Linked DNA regions of Cricetulus griseus: region 1 is linked to region 2. The links are chromatin contacts, called in public Hi-C maps. All regions are on one chromosome and are shown on one strand. The core of a region is the stretch at or near the end of the contact, and the rest is flanking DNA. Distances in the headings are between cores, read along the strand shown.

Region 1 (5,601 bases), core at 704-3,203, 140 kb before region 2:
TATCTTGGGCCTGAGGAAAACCAAAATGGGACCTGGTCAAAGAAGCTCAGACATGATTCTGCAGTAACCCTTGGAGGAACACTGACTGGATGGAGATGTCAATAAATGTGATTGTCAGGCTCTACCTCGATTCTGTAAGAGGCTTTGGACAGAGAAAGCCTCAGACCAATGCTTACCCTGGATTCCTTTCTGAGCTAGTATGGATGTACACTTCTAACCCCCAGCTCCACAGGCAGCTTTCAGTGAACTCTGACGACTCAAGGATAATTACAGCCCAGAGTGGCTTAGTTTTCAGGGAACTAATTCATAACAAACAAAACTCTGGAAATAAGCCAACATAAATATCTATTCCCAAGCCCATAAAAAATATTTTTAGCAGTCAACTTCTTGAGAATGTTACAAAAACGAATTCCTTTCTCTGCACTCTTCCACAGGACCTTTCCTCCCTAGAAGGGCTAAGCAATTAGTAAGTTGCATTCCATACTGATGGCCAAGAGGTTATCTGATTGCAATTACTGGCTTGGAGAAACAAACAGCCCCTAACATTTTTGGCAGCCTTGGCCAGGAAGCAGGCCCTCACCCTCCAGAATCCCACCTACTGCTTGCTTCTTTAATGTGGTTCTGGGTATTGAACCCTGGACCTGCCGGAGTGAGCGTTTACTACTAAGCTACATCCCCAGCACTGCCCCCCACCCCTCGGCCAGGTGTTGTTAATTTGTTCCTGGATGTTCTCTTAAAGTGTTGTTACCTGCCTAAGCAGCCCAGGCCTTGATGGTCAGCCAGGGCTGCAAAAGAAGCTACTGCTGAAGGGGTGGGGAGTGGGGGGTGGGGAGTTGTGGGATGGCTCAGCCTGCAATCTCCACACTTGGAAGGCTGAGGCATCAAGGATTATAGTAAATCCAAGTCAGGCCTGAACTACAAAGCAAGTGATAGGCCAGTCAGGAGGCCATAGCAAGGCACAATCTTTAAAACAATTAATTAATTAAAAGTAGTGTTTTAAAAAAGAGCAAACTAGTTCTAACCAACCATTCCCTTCCCCCTTGGAGGGCATCCAACATCGCAACCCTCAGTTCACCCGTGACAGACAGCCCACGCCTACATTTAAATTCGTATTAGACAAGCCGAGGCATCTCACCGCACACCCTCCTCACAGTCAGTCCTTACCTGGATGCCTCCCGGAGTGTCCTGGATCTGCAGTGATAGCTGGTCCCCCTCCACATAGACGAGTCTCGAATACAGTTTGCCTGCACAGCGAAGAGGAGTTTGCATTTGAGTTCTCACGCTCTGGTCAGCAAAGGAAAGAGGGAGCAAGGGAGGGGAGGGAGGACAAACAGACTGAAGCACAAAAGGCAAGGAGCAGGAAGCCAGTCTAACTAACCTGTGTTGGGTTCGTAGTCGCCGATAAATCTCTTTGTTAAGAAGCGCACAATCATTGCTGAAAAATGAAGTAGGAAAATCAATTGAAGAACTGGGTCAAAGTGGTCGCCCCCACGGGAAGAGCGCGCGTTTCCCCAGGTTCCCGGGATAAAGTGGCTCCCCCGTGGGATGTGACGGTTGAGACTGGAGCGACCCTCAACAGCCGCCAACCCCATCCAGAGCTCAGGAGTGGACTGGCAGAGAAATCAGGAGGGGGGCTTCCTGTATCCCTGTAACCCTGCGGGCGGGGACCCCTGCTGTCGCCGAGCGGCGCGATCCCTTGCCCCACTCACCGCTTTTGCCCACACGACCCGCGCCTAGCACCGCCAGTTTGATGTCCTTGGGCAGGAGGTAGTCGGAGGAGGACTCGGGAATGGGAGCCAGCAGAAAGTGCCCAGACATGGTTGGCGGACGCATGGGCACGTCCCGCGACCGCGCTGCAGGATAGCTGGCTGGACACAAGGCGGGATGCGGCCGGGCCAGCGGAGTTGTCCCCAGCTCACGGTTTTTAAAGAGCTCGGGGAGCCCGGTAGGCGCCTTTAGCACCTCCTATTCCCCGCCCCTTCCTGGAGTGGTGGGAGCAGTGTGAGCGCAGGGAACTGTCACCAGCGGGCGTGCGCACCGCCAGGCCGCCTGACGCGCTCTGCTCACCCAGTTGCGCGGGTCCCAAGCCAGTGGAGCCCAAGAGAGCTCAAATTGTGCCTGCCGGGTCCTGATAGTACCCGCAGCGGCCAGCATGGGCCACTAGCCTGGAGCGTGAACATTAGAGAGCAGCTGGGCCACCAGAAGAGCAAAAGCTGCAACTGGATGGATGTTTCTGGGACAATGGGAAGAAGAAATCCAATATTTGACAGAGTGCTGATGGGAACCCTGAAGTCGAGCTTCAGCACCCTGTAAACTGGGTGTGGTGGTACACCCAGTGGAGACAGGAGGGGCAGAATGTTCAAGGTCATCTTTGGCTACATAGAGGGTTTGAGTTAAAGGCCAGTTTGGACTACATAAGACTGTCTCAAATGTACATATATAAATAAATAAGTAAATAATAATAAAAAAGTAAAGGGGTACTGAGGGGTGACATCACCTTGGAAAAGGGTAGGGCCGGGGGAAGGGCCCTAATTTACTAATTTAGTATGAACCAAGGTAATTGCTGACACTTACTTGAGAACTCCCGTAGGGGGCAGTCGTTTCCCACAGCTCAGCATCCAAACCCAGGCAGCCCCTTTCCTGCTGTTGCAGGGTGAAGTGACTCACTCAAACTCAGGGAGCTTGCTTCTGGCCTGATTCCCCACAGTAAATACCACCATGTGCGCTTGGCTCCTGGATCTACTTCACTGTTCAAACATTTCCTAGTAGGTAGGTATGTGATGAAATTTAGAATAGGGGGTGTGAGTAGGAGGAAGCAGGCACAGAAGATAAATATGGCTGGTTCTTGGATCCCACCATAACCAGGCAGAAAGAAGCCTTGCAGTCTCTATAGTTGAGTCCCATCTGCCCAGCTGTCTACTAGACAGCCCCTCCCTTACTCATTGCCTTCCTCTATCCCAGTTTTATGTGTTAGCTTGCACAGCATGACAAACCACACAGCTTACAGTACGACATTCATGGCTGTTCTTAGGACAGGTTTTGAAAGCCTGTTGAGCTCTCTGAGGCTATAGCTGAGAATTTACAAGCCCCAGGGTAATAATGACAGGCTGGATTGCTCCACCAAACTCACTCAGGTCTGGCAGCTAACTGCCGGCTCATCCAGGAGGTTGGCAAGGCTTGTCCTCGGAGTGGCTGAGCACTGTTCCAAGACAGTGAGTGGAAGTGGGCAAGGCCTCTGGAGGCTGAGTGGCACTAATGCAGAACTCATCATGGCTGGTGCATTCTGTAACCAGTACAAACCAAGAGGCCAGCATGAATTTAAGATGGGGATGACCTGTCCCACCCCTTTAAGGACAGAGCAGCAAGCGGTAGTGGAAGGGGCTAGCATATAGGAAGTGACAGAGAATGGGGTCATTTTGCTGTTGAAAATGCTAATGGATGTGCTGTACACAGCAAGTCACCCAAGCCAGGTCCTGTGACCTCTCCTGACCACTTCCTTCGAATCACTGGTCAATCACTCACTCCCAGGATTTCTTCTGCTCACATTTCTGGCTGTCTCCCTGCTTGCTTCACCCCTTCTTTCTCAACTAAAGAATACGGAATGCTCCTCATCAGCTAGAATAGATGGCATCTCTGCTTACTTGCCCCTTTATTGAGGACACAGTGGAGTTACTGCCGGCATTGCTACCTCCATCTTAGCCTCTCAGGACCCCTTGGCAGACAGTCTCAATCTCTACTGTCATTACAACTGGAATATTTGTTTGCTGTCTGTTTCCACAGGGAATGAGTCCTGCCATAAACCCTTTTCCCCAGCAAGTGTGGATACCTAAAGGGGCAAGAAGCCCTCCAAAAAATACACACATGCACACAGACATGCACACACACCACAGAGGCATGCACACACACCACAGGCATGCACACACACCACAGGCACACGCGCGCACACACACACACACACACAATTTGGCTGACTTTTTGAATGACTAGAATAGGTGTTGACTCCACTGTATGAAATGAATAGCCAAAAGTCCTGATTACATCTGTTGTTCTGATGCTGTTGGAAAAAGATGTTCTGAGAGATGCCTGCGATGAACTGCATTAGTTAACTGGTACTGATTTTAATCTTTTCCCCTAGCTTTCAGTTTAATTGGAGAGACTGAAGCAGGGCTTTCCTCCCTACATGGAGGAAAAGCCTGGGCACCAGGATACAAGACTGGTTTAAGGAGCTGCTGAGGAAGTGCTGTTCTCCGGAGCCTGTTGAGAGGCTTTGTGGTGCTGGGCTGATGCTTCTTGGAGTCTCTTGGCCTCTCCCTGATGGAGACAGATGATTTCTGTAGCATCAAGTCTTCATCCAGATAGAGAGGGAGGGGAGGACTACTTGCTTTGCCTCTTTAACTATGAAATTAAACAGTTCTTGGGGTGGGGACATAGCTCAGTGGCAGAGTATTTGCCTAGTATACCCCAGGACTTGGGTTCTATCTTTAGCTCAGCATATCGCATTCAGGAAATAAGGGCAGGAGGATCATAAATTCAAGGCTATCCTTGACTACATAGTAAGTTAGAGGCCATCCTGGGCTACATGAGACCCCATCTAAAAGAAAAAACTGCCTGGTGGTAGCGTATGCCTTCAATCTCATTGCTTGGGAGGCAGAGGCAGGCAGATGTCTGTGAGTTCAAGGCCAGCCTGGTACACAGAGTGAGTTCCAGGACAGCCAGGGCTACACAGAGAAATCCTGTACCGAAAACAAAAAACAAACAAAAAACCTATCCATTACATCTTAATAGCAAGAGAAGTTAAAACAAAAGGAGAGCAATGTTCTAAACCGCTGGCAAAGAAGGTTGGGATGGCCATGACAGCTATGACTGGCGTGGAAGATCCTCTTGGATAGACACTATTAACATCATGAAAACTGAAATTCACAGAATGGCAGTTGAACAGGGGCTAATGCAAATGGTCACAAACTCCCTTAGCTTTTCCTGAGACAAAAATGCAGAATGTTCAAGAGAAAAAAAAAAAAAAAAACTTGCCTTGATTTAAACTTGAGGCTATCACTTCACTCCATATATTCCCTGTCCGTTAGTTTAAGGCAGTAGTTCTCAGTCTTCTAATGCTTCGACCCTTTAATACAGTTCCTCATGTTGTGATGACCCCCAACCATAAAATGATTTCATTGTTACCTCATAACTGCCATTTTAGTACTATTATGGACCATAATGTAGATATATGATATGCAGGATATCTGATCCGTGACCTCTATGAAAGGGCCTTTTGACTCACAAAGGGGTCGTGACCCACAGGTTGAAAACCACTAGTTTAAGGTCATTCAAAAAAGGAAGATTCCACAGCGTGTTCTCTGCCTCGTGGTAATTATGCTCCAGTTTGCACTTGCAGTGCACCTTGTTTGGAAGAGCTTGCAGTGTGTCTCCATTCTCCTGGGAAAAGCTCCTCACATTTACAGATACACAAAATAACCTGACCCTTCAGTGAAGACAATAAGCCACCACACTGGAGAATTATAAATAGGCTCTCCTGAATCAATGCCACCTGGGTTCTATTTTGTTTCATACTTGTGTCTAGAGTTATGTAAAGATGTGGTAATA
Region 2 (6,376 bases), core at 2,296-4,795:
GTTGCTGGGAGCTGCACTCGGGTCCTCTGGAAGAGCAGTAAGTGTCTTAGCCACTCAACCTCTCTCCAGACCCACAGTTTATTATTTAAAACGTGAAAACTCTTTGGGGGGAGCTGGGAAGGAGCTGAACACAGACATATAAGCAGAGGAAAATGGGGAGACTATGTCAAAAATCTTTGTAATTGGGGCTCAGTGGACAAGAAAGCTGTTCTGTAAGTGAGAAGAGCTGAGTTCGAATCCCTGGCCACCATGTACTAGCCGGGCACGGCTGCCCACACCTGAAATCTCAGCAATCTTGAGTAGAGACATGCGGATCCCAAGTGTTCAATGGCCAATCAGCCCAGCCAAAACAGCACGCCCAGGGCAGCACAAAGTGGACAGTAACAAAAGATGACACCCGATGTCTGCTCTGGCTGAGAATACATGCATATGTGTAATACATGTACACTATGTATATAACCATAAAAACATAAAATAGCACAAAGAGCTTCATAATAGTTCATCCCTGAAGTGGTCTATCTGAAAAACCTTCATATTTAATGCAATCAGCATTTTTTTTTTATTTTATATGCATTGGTGTGTTTTGCATTGGGTGTCATGTCCCCTGGAACAGACAGTTGTAAGCTGCCATGTGGGTGCTGGGAATTGAACCCAGGTCCTCTGGAAGAATAGTCAGTGCTCTTAACCACTGAGCAGCATTTGTGTCTAACAGTCTCCCTTTCATCTTCACTGAGAACTGTTGAGGTTCTAACAGCCCAGGCAATTGGTGACCCCACATCTGGCTCTTGGACAAGGGTCACGTGCTTGAGGTATATCCGTCTTCACCACACAGTCTATTTTTGCAGTCAGTGCACTTACCAACCACACTGGGATCTTCCCCTAAAACACAGATGAGGTGGTGCTGGCTGAGGGGGTCAGGCCACACTCCATCACGACCCCACCTGCCTTCCGCAGCCTTAGCCTCTTTTTGCTGCCATGCCTTCCTTACCAGACAAAATCCTTGGTTCTGTGGCTGCCATCACGGAGATGTGACAATTAGAGAGTGTGCACACTGCTTCCTTCGGGCCCAGCCACAGCACACATACTTAGTACACTCAGAGAGTGATGATAACAAAGACATACCGCCAGTCACAGGCCCCTGCTTCATATTGTGGAAGTCGCCTGAAATAAAACAGCATCAGAAAAACACAATGAAATAGGAATTGGTGTGTGAACTTCAGGAAGTAACAGTAAGATATGCATGCCTGGAGTTGGTCAGCTCACGGTTAAAACAGGAGCTCACAGCAGAGGCTGGAATTTGTTGAAATCCTTGTCCTGAATACAATCCTTGGAGCAGGAGACCTAAGAGGGAACGGGGTGTCTGGCTTTGGTGGCCAGGGATATTGCAGACAATCGAATTCAGAACTGCCAAGTTTGGAGAGACCCTGCATCCAGGGAACCTTGAACTGTCAGTGTGCATGACTTTAACTTATATTTTCATAGATACACAATGGCCGTGATTTTACCCTCTTAGCTGTCTATGTTTAAGTCTCAAGAGCATCATATATCAAACTGTTGTTTGTTTCTAACGTAGCAGCTCTTTTCTGTGGGAGGGAAAGGGGGGAACTGCAGGGTGAGCTGTGGGGGAAGGCAAGAACAAAGAGTCTAATTCCTGCCAGTGATCTTAGATAAAAGTCCTATCAATGATCTTAGATAAAAGGCTAAAGTAACAGTTGAAGCACGGTCAGGTTCTGGAGTGGCGTGGAGATCTGCATCCTTCCACCCCAGCCATACTTACTCCTTACACTCCTCCTGCCTTTTGGCTCAGAGAGAGTCTATTTATCCTCAGCCAGGCTGGATGCTCCGTGGAGAATGACTGGTCTTAACCTGCCACCTACTGGCCAATTTTGCAGTTGCATGCTGTTGCGAGTTGGCATCAGAATTTATGGATCCATGGTCTTTAAAGTAAAACAAAACAATAAAAACCCCGTTAGTCCCCATTCTCAGATCTGGCCACCCTTCCTGAACCTTCACTGGCCTTCTCTGGCACTCTGACATTGACACTGAATTGTCCCTCAGTGCTGTGAGCTGCCGCTGACTTTCACGCTCATCTCTCGGCCACTATCCAGTCCTGGCACTCCATCTGTTGGAATGACTTCAGACTTAAACATAGCCATTTATTTTTGACCCTAGAGCCAACTTGGTTTCTCGCCAAGGATTAAATTCACTCAAGGAAGGCATTTCTAAACAGGTTTCCCAGAACCTACTACAACTGCCAACATTCTTGAGCCTCATATAAAAAGACGATGTCCCCACTTTGTGTATTGAGCAGATACACAAACATTTCAAAGACAGTATGATTAAAAAGCCAAGACATAAATGTGGTCTGTGAATCCATTTATTCAAAATGTAAAAGCAGATACCACAAATCTACGGCGCTAGAAGTTCAAACCATACTTCTGGTGGGGTGAGAGGCCAAGGGGCCTTAGTTTGGAAGGGGCATGAGGCACCAGGGGACAGGAAATGCTTTTGTCAATGGTCATCTGGCTGCTGTATACACGGACATGTACACGTGTGTGACATCTTGCTAGCATGTGTGAACCTTACCATCCAGATCATACCAAAGTCTTTTTAAAGAAATAAAAAGTCTCTTTAGTTACTGAATGATATCACCACCTGGCCGTCTGCTGGAAGTGTGGTACAAAGCCCCTGGGACGGACCTTAGGGACTCAATGAGCCCTTGGGCCTGTGTCAGTGGGAGCAGCTATCCACACATCTCAATTTAAAAATTAATTGCAGAGACTGGAGAGATTGCTCAGTGGTTAGAGCACTGGCTGCTCTTGCAGAGGACACAGGTTCAGTTCCCGGCACCGACATGGCAGCTCAGAACTATAACTACAGTTCCAGGGGATCTGTACTCTCACACTGACAAATATGCACATAAAAAATGAATCACATTTGGTTTTCTCATAGTCATCTTTCTTTAAAACAGCAACAATCAGGGCTAGAGAGAGGGCTCAGTAGTTAGAAGTCCTGGCTGCTCTTGCAGAAGATCTGGGTTTGGTTCCAGCTCCCATATGGTGACAGGCAACCATTGGAAACTCCAGCACCAGGGGATCTGATGCCCTCTTCTGGATTCCTCTGCTACTGTGTGCACGTGGTAAACATGCATGCATGTAGGCAAACACTGATACACATAAAAAATAAAGAAATCATTTAAAAATGACAACAATCTCTACCTCGGCTGGCATGTGTCCCCTCTTCTGGTTTGGGGGGTGTTATCTCTGCCTCAGTGCCCTTCAGATTCTTTGAAAGGTTCTCACTACCCCTTGACTCTCACTCAGTAGGAGTGGGGCTTGTCAGACCCTGTGCTATTCCAAATGACCCAGGAATTAGCTTTGGGTTGACTGCAGATGACTGAGCTCTGAGAAAGCTGGCTCCAGGAATTTTCAGTTCTCAGACATCCACTTTCCAGGAAGCGGAAGGCCTTGCATCTGTTCCAGGGCTAAGCTGGCTTGAGGGCCACACAGGCTAAGTTGGGTAAGGAGGATACTGATTACAAAGCCATTTGTAACCCGTGGTTGGGTAATATAACCATCCCTTCGTCGGCGTGCTGGCCACAGTACTCTGCCAGGGCAGGAGTTATGGGTTTTTTATTGGTGCTGCAAGGGTGACATTCAAGCAGCCTTAGCGCTTAGTCACTCTGGTTATCAGTGAACTGTAATGTTTCAAACTGCCGGGGATGGTCAGAGATAAACTTGGGCCAGCTGCAGACTGAGTGGCGCCTGTTACTGCCTTCATGTGTGTTGTGAATTCTTTTTCTTTTACATCTCTTTTCTTCTTTCTCTACCACCAACTCCTCCTCATTCCCTTTAATAAGCTGTAAGATGACACATCACTTTTTTGACCTGGAAATATGCATGCAGGGTACAGGTTGAAAAAAAACTCAAATCTAAAGGTGAGAGACTCCTATCGACAGCTATTTTTCTCTTTGCTTTTTACTTCTCTGTAGTTGAGGAGATATTGCTGCGCAGTCTTTGACCTAGGTCAAATGTGTTTGGGGACAGAATCGACAAAAATCCAAAAAGGGCAGTCCGTCCAGGGCTGGAAGGGGGCACACATCCCTCAAGAACAAAATAGGAAAGGTGTTTGCAGTCACATCAGTTGCAGGAACAGAGCTTGGCATCTGACCTCAGAGTGAAAGGCAAGAATTATGTCCAAATAAAATGAGCCTTGGAATCCTTTAAGTGTCCCATGAGGTACACCAAAGCAGTTCTGGGGTAAGAGCTCTGTAGAACATTTCTCTGTACATGTCAGTTTGAACTCTATGGAAGGGCTTCTGGATTCTTGCTGATGCTTCCAGTATGCTTCTGATTGCATCCACACCCGATGCATGCCTTTAACTACAGCACTTGAGAGGCAGAGGCAGGAGGATCTCTTTGAGTTTGGGGACATCCTGGTCTACGCAGTGAGTTCCAGACCAGCTAGGGCTACACAGTGAGACTTCCAAAGTCTTCCCGTTGGCCTGCAGGGTCCCTTATTTAATCTAAGAGTCACCTTCTCTCACGGCACACATAGTAGCGAGTGCATTTAGTTGTAAGGAGAGAAAAAAAATCCCCTCTGCACACTTAAAAACACATGTGTGGTGACTGCAAAGGGGAAAGACTGACTCCAAGTAGGTCTTTGAACACAGGCTACTGAGAAGATCTTTAGAAACTTTAAAACATTGATGCTATTACCAGGGCTTATGGGACTGCTGTAGACAGCATCCTTTTTTTCCTTGTCTTTCCCAAAGAGTACCTTTAAAAACCCCTGTTGCACCCCACCAATGCCAGGCAGAGTCTGAGTAGCTCCCATGGTATGCAGCCATCCAGCCAGCCTGGATATTGCTAAGGTTCTGGCTGGTGTGGCCCATCCATCCCCACTCTCTACCCCAGCAGCATCAGGCCATTTCCTGGTGGTATTTTTCACTCTTTTGGGACCTACTGCAAGACTAGATTCCACAGCTATCTTCCATGCGCTGAGCAAGCTCTCAGTACTGGGAAACTTTTAGGCTCTGCCATTTTATTTAAGATGGTGGAAAGAAGCAACTTTGACAGCTGGGGACTGGGGCGATGGCTCAGTCAGTAAAGTTTGCTGCACAAGTGTGAGGACCTGAGTTCAAGCCCCAGCAGAGGTTCAGTAAGAGGGAAAGATACTACACATTTACCTCTTGCCTCCACAAACTTGTGCATGCACGCACGCACACACAAACACACACACACACCAAACAAAAACAACTGTGGAAGAGGCCGCCACAAGATGCCAATGGTTAAGTTGAAGACTTGAGAAAATGCTTTTCATAAAAACAAGCAGACGGCCGGGCATTGATGGCACATGCCTTTAATCCTAGCACTTGGGAGGCAGAGGCAGGCTGATCTCTGTGAGTTCAAGGCCAGCCTGGTTTACAAGACCAGGACAGGCTTCAAAGCTACACAGAGAAACCTTGTCTTGAAAAACCAAAATAAATAAATAAATAAATACAATCAGACAAACCATGGAAAATCCAGTCTATACATTGCCAGAGCAAGGCTGCTCATTGCCCTGCCAGCTGTGCCTGTGACATGGTACCCACTGGCTCCAAAGGTCCCCTTGCCACCCTCTCAGGCACAGGAAAAGAATACCTTGGGATAGATGGTTGTATTGATGTTTATCTTTATTATTTATTTACTTTTTTTTTTTTTTAAGACAGGGTCTCTCTACATAGTCCTGGCTGTACTAGAACTGGTATGTAGACCAGGCTGGCCTTGAACTCATGGTGATCTGCCTGCCTCTGCCTCTTGAGTGCTGAGATTAAAGGCGTGTGCCGCTATGCTTTTTACTCTGATTTAGCAGCTTTGAGAGGCGAGAAGCACACTCAACCAAGTCACTTTTCTTCCAGGCTTTTATCTTGCTCAGTTTCATTCCCATCTTTGGGTTTCAGAACCTAAAGCCCCACCCCCACCCCCCTTTGAACACATCTGTCTGTCTGTCTATTTATTTATTGAGACTGGCTCTCTCAGTGAGAAAGCTCTGCCTGGTCTGACACTGGCTATGTGGACCAGGCTGGACTCGAACTTACAGAGATCCAGCTGCCTCTGCCTCCTGAGTACTGTACTAAGGGCATGTGCCACTATACTGTTTGGCTGAACAAAATGTAAGCAAGTTGAATGAAGACAAGATCTTCTCAGAAAATAAAGTATCTCATAAGTTGCACAGCACTGTGGCTGCCAAGTTTGCCATTTTTGTCACTGGAATGCCTTCCTAGAAAGGACTCTGTGTGACTCCACATGTTGGGATTGAGTAGAGAGAATAGTTAAAACTGTGGTAGACCCCAACCTGACAGCATCTGCAAATGCATTGAGGATGAGGAGGAATG

What was found. Hi-C and Micro-C count contacts between places; a contact is called where the count stands out from the background.
Region 1: a Hi-C map of fibroblasts shows a contact between it and region 2, with 4 times the contacts expected there. The contact joins the promoter of Rasl11a here to the enhancer-like site in region 2. A contact is called at or near these places in 4 of 8 Hi-C or Micro-C datasets (the CHL-YN cell line, the CHO-K1 cell line and fibroblasts).

The regions. Positions count from the first base shown.
Region 1 is chr4:82,678,150-82,683,750 of CriGri-PICRH-1.0, reverse strand. Rasl11a (ras-like protein family member 11A) reads right to left here and starts at 1,953. Exons shown (of 4, transcript XM_027413680.2): 1 at 1,710-1,953; 2 at 1,379-1,435; 3 at 1,165-1,244; 4 at 1-10. The coding sequence starts at 1,833.
Region 2 is chr4:82,543,405-82,549,780 of CriGri-PICRH-1.0, reverse strand. No RefSeq gene overlaps it. Among named protein-coding and RNA genes, the nearest start is that of Usp12, 87 kb to the left of the region's middle. Within about 2 kb of position 3,545, at least 1 of the 6 cell types and tissues checked has open chromatin away from gene starts, as enhancers often do. A contact at or near this core is called in fibroblasts, where this site is marked.